2 separate regions of the Mus musculus genome follow, and region 2 is linked to region 1. Evidence: chromatin contacts called from public HiChIP or PLAC-seq data. All regions are on one chromosome and are shown on one strand. The core of a region is the stretch at or near the end of the contact, and the rest is flanking DNA. Distances in the headings are between cores, read along the strand shown.

Evidence for each region. HiChIP or PLAC-seq counts read pairs in DNA pulled down with a chosen protein or histone mark.
Region 2: a contact with region 1 is called in an H3K27ac HiChIP or PLAC-seq map of hepatocytes, with 7 times the contacts expected there. The contact joins two enhancer-like sites. A contact is called at or near these places in 4 of 39 promoter capture datasets (hippocampal neurons, liver and pre-B cells), 2 of 115 datasets of contacts at active chromatin or transcription factors (embryonic forebrain and hepatocytes) and 1 of 9 other capture datasets (adipose tissue).

The regions. Positions count from the first base shown.
Region 1 is chr10:87,570,316-87,574,554 of GRCm38.p6, reverse strand. Pah (phenylalanine hydroxylase) reads right to left here. Exons shown (of 13, transcript NM_008777.3): 7 at 4,212-4,239; 8 at 3,260-3,329. Among named protein-coding and RNA genes, the nearest start is that of Pah, 51 kb to the right of the region's middle. Within about 2 kb of position 1,859, at least 5 of the 459 cell types and tissues checked have an H3K27ac peak or open chromatin away from gene starts, as enhancers often do. A contact at or near this core is called in hepatocytes, where this site is marked.
Region 2 is chr10:87,049,776-87,053,990 of GRCm38.p6, reverse strand. No RefSeq gene overlaps it. Among named protein-coding and RNA genes, the nearest start is that of 1700113H08Rik, 6.2 kb to the left of the region's middle. Within about 2 kb of position 2,145, at least 6 of the 459 cell types and tissues checked have an H3K27ac peak or open chromatin away from gene starts, as enhancers often do. A contact at or near this core is called in hepatocytes, where this site is marked.

The sequences.
Region 1 (4,239 bases), core at 610-3,109:
AATACTTGAATGTTATTGGTTCTATTGATGATGGAAGGAGTGTTGTTGGTTCAACTCAGCTATTCTGGCTCAAACTCCTCTCCAAGCTAACTGATTCAATCTGGCTTCTCTCTCAACCTCTCCTGAATTGCACTGCTTCACCTCAAACTAACTCTAGCAATCTGTTCTAGACATCTTGTCCAAGAGCCAGACCAAACAGCAAGCATATAATTAGTAAGAAACCTCTCTAAGCAAGGAAAATATGGGCTACCTCAAGGAGCAGAGGGGAGCAAACACTGGAGCAGTGAGAGTATTGGTGGGTAATATGGAAGATTCTAAATGCAATCATGTGGACTTTTTAAAAAGGTATTTTAGGACTTGGGTTTTTCTTTTCAGTGAAGTGAAAACCTATTCTAGGATTTTAATAACTTTTATTAGTTTTCATCTTTGGTAATTTCATGAATGTATATAAATTACACTGTAGCATACAAGATCTAGTGTGTGTCATCAGACTGCTACTTTGTAAGAATAGACCGTAGGGGTCAAGGGCAAGGGCTGGATGGCAATGAGGAAGATACAGAAAATCAATAATGAATGATAGCATCTGAGGCCATATTAGTGTTAGTGGATATGATGAGAAACAATCAGTTATTATACAGTTTGAGAGTAGAACACATTAAATTTGCAGAAATACTTTGTTGTTTCAGAGAAAAGAGTCAATAATAGCCCCCAGATGTGTATTTGGTTTGAGTGAGTCAAAGAATAGAGTTGCCATGGACACATACAAGGAAACCTAAGGGTAGAGAAGTTTTGAAGAAGACTCAAAATTCAGCCTTGGACAGGAAAATAGAGATGTATAATCAACATCAAAGTAAAGATGCTGACTTGATGGTTCATATGTAAACCTGAAATTGGCATTGAAGACAAAACATGAATGTTCATTATTATATTACAGATATATATTCAAAGTCATGAGGTTGTCTAAGAAAACCAAAGGAATGTGTGTGAACAGAAAGAAAGACTACAGATATTGTCTATCATGAAGCAAGAGGCTACATACTCTATGTCACTACCTCTGTCTGGGTCTCAGCTGGAGTTTGGCCTACACTAAACTTATAAAAAGTACTGTCAGATTTAAGGCAAACCAAATTCACATAGTCCCTATTCTGGCTCTACTATCCCATCTCTCTTCCATGTCTACTCTACCCACATTATTAGATAGACCAGTCCCAAGTTTAGCAGAATCCATTAATAAAACTGAGGTCAAATCCCTCACCTTTTCTCTTGGCGTCATGTTTGTTTGTTTGTTTGTTTGTTTGTTTGTTTGTTTGTTTGTTTAGGATAGGCTCTCATGTATTCCAGGCTAGCCCAAAAATGACTATATAGTCAAGGATAGGCTCTAATTCCTGATATTCCAGCCTACATCTCCCAAGTGCTGAAATTATAGGTGTGTGCCACAAAACCCAACATCTTGTCATCTTTCTTTGAAAGCCAAGCACTTGAATAAAACAAGGCCCCCCATTATCCCTCTGCCCTACTGTGGCAAAAAAAAAATCTGCCTTTAAATAAAAAAAAAAATTCTCATAAAACAACTCTTTCCCTGGAACCATCTATGTCAAAGTTGAGAATGTGTCAAACAGAGATCCTATGATGTCTGTTGATATTAATTGTCCACTTCTCCCCAGGGTTATCCAAAATGCAAATAACTCAAGCAAGACTTCCAATTGCCCTCCAGCGAGACAGAATATCTCTGGAGTCAAAAATTCAAAATTTCTATTCTCCAAGGGGAAAGCATCTAATTCTCCTGTCACAGTAACAAGTCCATGTTTTCAAACCATCTTAAGCAATCAACACCATCTTGGCAGCTCAAACTACACTATTGGCAATAACACTTCCACAGTTAAAGTTCAACCAGACACTCCCATGTCTCTAGTCCAATGGTTTCTGGGCTCCATATTTCCCAAAACGTCACATGCAAGTAGCAGGTGCTTTTGTTTGGAGAACATACGTCTTCTAAGAAATCAAGGAATTGGTTGAACTTATTATTTGGTTCGTTTCAAATATCAAGGGGCAGCTTCATCGTCCCATGGTAGAAGTAACTTCTTACAGCTAATGGGAAATGCTTGTAAATTCATTCACACGCAAGATCATTACTTTGAAATTCCTACTTGGGGCAATGTTTACTCATGAATCATCCTTAGATCATAGTTCTTTCTAGTGAGGAAGAAGAATAACAAGGAAGGCATGTCACTGATCCAAAGCTGTGGAAACTGAGGCACAGGACAGCCTCATAGCTTGTCCTAGTTCACACAGCAATAGTTCATCAGTGCTCTGGATTGGGCTTCTGAGTACTTTTAGAGACATCATTTACTCTTCCATGATCCCAGCTAGCCATCTGTGTTTTCAAATATTTGATAGCCTTTATCATCCATATGCCTGTGGGTCTATGTGTGGGTGTGTGCCCACAAGTGAAGATGCTTGTAGAGATTACAGTCATAAGATCCAATGAAGCTAGAGTTACAGATGGCCATTAATTACCTGCTGGAGTGCTTAGACAAAAACTGGCCCTCTGCAAGAAAAGTGTACTCTTCTAACTACTGAGCCATCTCCCTAGACCGAACTCCACACTCCCCACCCCCACAAAACCATGTTTTTAGTCTCCTTAGTGATGAGAAAATAAGCATAATTTTTAACTCATCAAAAAATAGTTGTGAGCTTCCTCACTACCATAAAAAAGTTAATTGAGGCCATGGTGCTGTTTAGACAGTGGCAATGAGATATATGGCTCTTTCTTTTATCTTTTTTTCTTTGTTTCCTTCTTTCTTTAATCTTGTATACATAAGATCATTGACATTGGATTCTTGGTAAATGTCATCTTATAGTTCAAGAATCCATGCACATGACTACCTGACAATGTGCAAAATGCCACAGTCTCGAAAAAGTGTAGTGGATGGAAAGTAGGAGATGATGTCTGCATAGAGATCAGAGATGCTTTCATCAGTGAGAAGGCTCTTAGTGTGCACCTGTTAAGATCATTGATATCAGCAAATTGACCATAGGATAGGTAATTACCAACAACCCCAGGCTGCAGTTCTTAAAATGAGTGTTCAACCCAGTTCACTAAACCACCCTTCTCCCTACCATTCTTCTCAGGTAGGGTCAGGATCATGTAATTGTATAGTGTTTCCACTCTAACAGAGCATGTGACAGCCCCTTCATGAGGAATTCATTCATTCCAGCAATACAGCCCCAACCCATTGACTAAGTCTTTGTTCCTTACCTGAGAAAACTGGGCAAAGCTTCTATCTGAAAACAAGGGCACATGTCCCAAGAGTTCATGACAGATATCACTAGAACACAGAAGGCACAGTGCTTAGAGGAAAGGCAAGTTAAACCAAACTAGACTCTGATTTTATATGAAGAAATAACTCATGGAGCTTTGCTCTCAAGAGTAAGCACTAGACAAAGTCCTCATGAGTCCTGGGAGACAGGAGGGGCTGAGATGCAGAGCTAAGGACCCAGAATTCCTATGGGTCTCTTCTCAGATACCTGAATGAGTTATGGGTTACAGACTCCTCCCACTCCAAATCTTCTGGTCACTAACTTACATGAAGAAGGATAATGTGTCCAGTTCTTCCAATAAGGACTTAAAATAATAGTGTTGCTCTTCTCTTGGCCCAGAGTAGGTCAGCAGTCAAAAGAGAGAGGTTACATTTATCTAAAACAGTGCAACAGGTTCTTTCTAATTAGGATCCATTGACATCCCAAAGAAGGAGACATGATTAGAGGATTCCTAATGATCTCTTTGGATCAATTACTATGTGATTGATGACCCAAATAGGCTAATGGTCCTGATAGGAAGCACAGTAGCCACTAATTCTCTCCTTAGCCAATAATCTCAGCCAAGAGCTGGAATCATCCAGGTACATCTAGGAGATGCTGAGATCACTTGGCTACTCTTGTTCCTGTCCTATTTGGAACATTGGAGCTTGATGGAATCCCTTTTCCTGGTACTCAAAGAGTTCCAAATCCTTGGTTCACAGGATGTCCAGCTCTGTGAGTCCAAATTTCATCTATTTGGACAGAGAAAATTCACAGAGTATGAGTTTCCTTTAGGACTATGATCAAATAAAGCAGGCAGTGGATCATGGGGACCAGCCTGCAATGAGCCTGATCAGCATTCTTTGAGCATCCATTGTGGTTGGCAGGGGTAGCTGAAGAATGATACTTACGGTTCAGGTGTGTACATGGGCTTAGATC
Region 2 (4,215 bases), core at 896-3,395, 520 kb after region 1:
TGACAGGCTGAGCCACTCTGGACACTAACAATGACTGGTGTGCATGTTAAATGACAAACATAGGCTAGCTTAGGAAAAATGCAAAATTCCTTTGCAGTCTGCCCTTCAGATGCTGAGAGGAAGAGCTAGAAGGTAATGGCAGAGCGGGGGATGCACAGCTAAAACCTTCAGCTCATTGTGATCTGGGGAACTTAACTGCTGATTAATGATCAGCGTCTTCATGACCTTTCTTGAAAGTCTTTCAAAAGTAATCTCTCCAGTAAGGTTTACTTAAAAGTCATAAAATCCGTCCGTGTTCACTTACAGTTCGATATGGGTGCTGGCTGGTTATGTCAACTTGATACAAGCTAGGGTTATCTGAAAGGAGAGAGCCTTCACTGAGAAAATGCCTCCATAAGATCTGGCTATAGGGCATTTTTTTATTTAGTAGTTAATAGAAGAGAGCCCAGCCCATAGTGAGAGGGGCCACTCCTGGGCTGGTGGTCCTGGGATCTCTAAGGAAGTAGGCTGAGCAAGAATGGAGAGCAAGACAGTAAGCAGCACTTCATCGTGGCTTCCGCATCGTCTCCAAGTTCCTGTCCTGTTTGGGTTTCCATCCTGATTTTCCTCAAGGTGATATGGAAGTTTAAGCCAAATAAACCCTTTCCTCCCTCCCTCCCATGCTTCAGTCATGGCGTCTCACCATAGCAATAGTAACCTAAGATAAGATGATATGAATATGTTTGCCTGTTCTAAGTTCCTCATGGGCCAAAGGTTGTGGTTTAAAGAATCTAACATGTCTGGGAAGGGTATAAGATAGGTGTGTCCACACAGGTAAGCTGATGGAAGAGAGGGGCAGCAAAGAGAACCATGAAGCAAGAGAGATTCTCATGATGAGGACCACCTGCATTTATCCCAAAGTAAAAACTATAAATATTGATCAAATAGAAATCAGTATCTTTACCGCAAGAATGTTCTGCAAGTAAAAGGTCAGGAATTGTCCTGTTCATAGTAGTATAATTGCCACCAATGATCCTGGGTGCTAACAGCTCTCCAGTACTAGAGAGAACACAGACCCTCAAACATGTCACTTAGCAGAGTGTGACACTTACCATCAAATCCACATGATCCTTCAGATAACAGGGGAAGAAACAGCAGAGTACTCAATGCATGTTCCTGTCTTTCAACACCAAGAAAGGTCCAGGGAAGAAACAGTTATTGGATCGCCATTCGAGACAGGCATTTGTCGGGCACTTTGTATAGAGAGAAAGGAACGGGGTGCCTTGGCCGGCTGGCAGGAAGGGTAGGGAACGGGAAGTGGAAGCAGCTAAGGGTGGGACACGGAGAGGAGAGGCGGTGGTGTTTCTCAGGCGTGAAGAGATGTGGTTTAATTCTTGCTTCAAACCTGTAGTGGGGGGAAAAGTCACTATGACATTTCAAAAAGGAAGCTATCCCAAAGCTGGGTTTCTTGACCAACATAAAGCACCTTGTAGTTGGCGAAATAAGACCATGTAAATGCTTAGAGACTCATCCATGAGGGGAGACTCTACCAGAAGAGTGATGGGTGTTGGCAGGGATACCAGGGCTAAGTAGTTTCCAAGATTCCTATTTGGGAAAATTGATAGTAACTATGCTAAGTAATCTAGGAAATGGGATTAAGAACAAGGACATTTCAACATTGAATTACAATGTTGAAAGACACAAAATGGGGACAAAATGTAGCCGCTCCTTCCTCTGTCCTAAGACAAGACAGTGTCCTCCTTCTACTCTAAATAGGTGAAAAGGAGACCATGTCTTAGCTCAGCCTAGTGGCTCTAATTGTACTTCCAACATTCAGGAGGCCGAGTCAGGACTGATGTGAGTTCATGATCAGCCTAAGTTATGGAGGGAGTCCCTGACTCAAAAGAAAAGATTCGGTTTGTATGGTTCATGAGTCAGAAGGGTTTCAAATGCAGATGTCCTGATTGCAGAGAAGTTGTGATTGGGTAATTGCCTGGTCTCCCCCTTGCCTACAGTCTAAAGTCTAAATCCTTATAGGTTATGCAAGATTTCTTCTTATCCAGCGGTGTCCTGGTAAATATTGAGTTAGATAAGGCTCTGACTTGTAGTATTTGCCAGTTTCCCTAGTGTAAATATTTCCACTGTGGCTGATCTCAAGCTGCCCGTCACTCAGTGTGGGGTCAGGACAATGTGTGCATAATCAGTCAGTCATGTGGAGGGCTCTTGCATCCATCACCTAGAGTCTGCTAGATCTCGTGTCTTTCCTTCCTGCTCTTCCCTCCCAGAGAGCTGCTGGGTTCTAGAGATGGGGAGGAATTGAACAAGGCGCCTGACATTAACATCTGGCCTTCACACATCCATGCACAGTCATCTGCAGCTGCACACACACACACACACACACACACACACAGAGAGAGAGAGAGAGGGGGGGGGTGGGAGAGACAGAGACAGAGACAGACAGAGACAGAGACAGAGACAGAGAGAATAAACAAATTCATTTGAAATATAAGTCAGGTCAGTGATTTTAAAAAAAACCACAGATTCCTTAAAATATCCCTAGACAAAAATTGGAAAGCTGCAACCAATAGTTGAAAATAGAATTATGTCAATATCAGACTGAGAGTATTAAAACTGTCTTTGGGACTGACTGAGACAAACTCTGATCTCACAGAATCTGTCCGAGCACTGTATTTATTCATGATGCATTTATTCATTTCATTTACTTTATATATTTGTAGAAACTGCCATCACCTATGAACACGAATGCCTTTCTGCAACTGCAAATTCCTTTAGGGAAACACAGCGCTGGAAGCCAAGCAGTCAACACAAGGGACATACAGCGCCTGTTTCAAGCCGTTGCTCTGACACTTACCAACTGCGTGACCTTGTATGAAGTACCTGAGCTCTCTTGATTGCTAGTTTCCTCACCTGTAAAAAGGTATTACTTGTTTAAAAATAATAATAGCTGATGTTTATAAGTGTTTAAGTATCAGGTAGGAGGAACTGAGCTTCAAGTGCTTTGCGCGTAACATCTTAGTCTGTTCTCATAAGAACCTTTGAGGGACACTAATATATTTACTACTATTTTGCATATGAAGTAGACTGAGGAGGAGACCCGGTTCAGTGATTTGCTCAAAGCTTCGAAACTCATAGGTGAGACTATGCCTGACTCATCCTCAGTACAGGAGTGCTGTGTTTGCAGCTCCTTCTCACTCCAGGGCTTCTTCAAAAACCCTCTCGTGTAGACTCAGATTTTTCAAAACCTACTTTGATAAGGGTTCTCAAACACTCCAACCCCCCTGCTAGCCCAAAGGGAGGGGAGAAAAGATGGTAAATAGGACAGGGGGATGTGGACCTGTGTAGAAGTAGTTCTTTGGTGTGACTCTGATCTACATTGTCAGGATACCAGTAGTCCAGTCCAGTAGTGCCAGGGTACCAAACATGAAACAGCAGGGGTGATTTCAACAGTGATTCCAACAGAAACAGCCAGGCCTCCACTGAATTGGCACAAGTCAGCAGAGGTGACCACAACCAACAGAAACACCAAGAGTTCTCTGCCATGCCTCTCTCTCAACAAAGTGATGATCAGCGAAGATGAGAGACCAAGGAAGCATTGCAAAGCTAGCTATTCAAGCCTGCTGTAACTGTCCACAGACTCTCAGGAGGCCCACAGGCAAAGCTCTGCACCTTACAATCACAGAAGACTAAGTTGGGGTTAAAATGAGAGCACACTGGCAAAGATAATCATATCCATTAAAGAATATTCTCCTCCACACAGGTTGTATACTTTCCTGTGTGCAGCTGTGTGTGTGTAATTCAGACCTCAAGAAAGAGGCTTAAAGAGCAAAACATGAACACCTGGGAGACAGTTCCGTCATGCTTATCACACAAGCATGAGAATCTGAGTTCAATACCCAGCACCCACATAAAAATATGGGTGGAATTTGAAATCCCAGCACCGGGAAAGAGGAGCCAGGAGGATCCTCTGGAGCCTGTTGGCAAGTCTTTCTAGCTAAATCAGAGAGCTCCAGGCTGGATGAGGGAACCTCAAAACTCATCATCATCATCATCAATCTAAAGAACAACTAAGGAAGAGCGTTAATATTACCTCTGGCCTCCACACAGGTACATGCACAAGCATATATAAGAGCACACATACAAACACACATACACAAAGGTGAATGACACACAGAGCTGAAGTCTGGCTTCTACACTCTTATGCGCGCATGCACACAC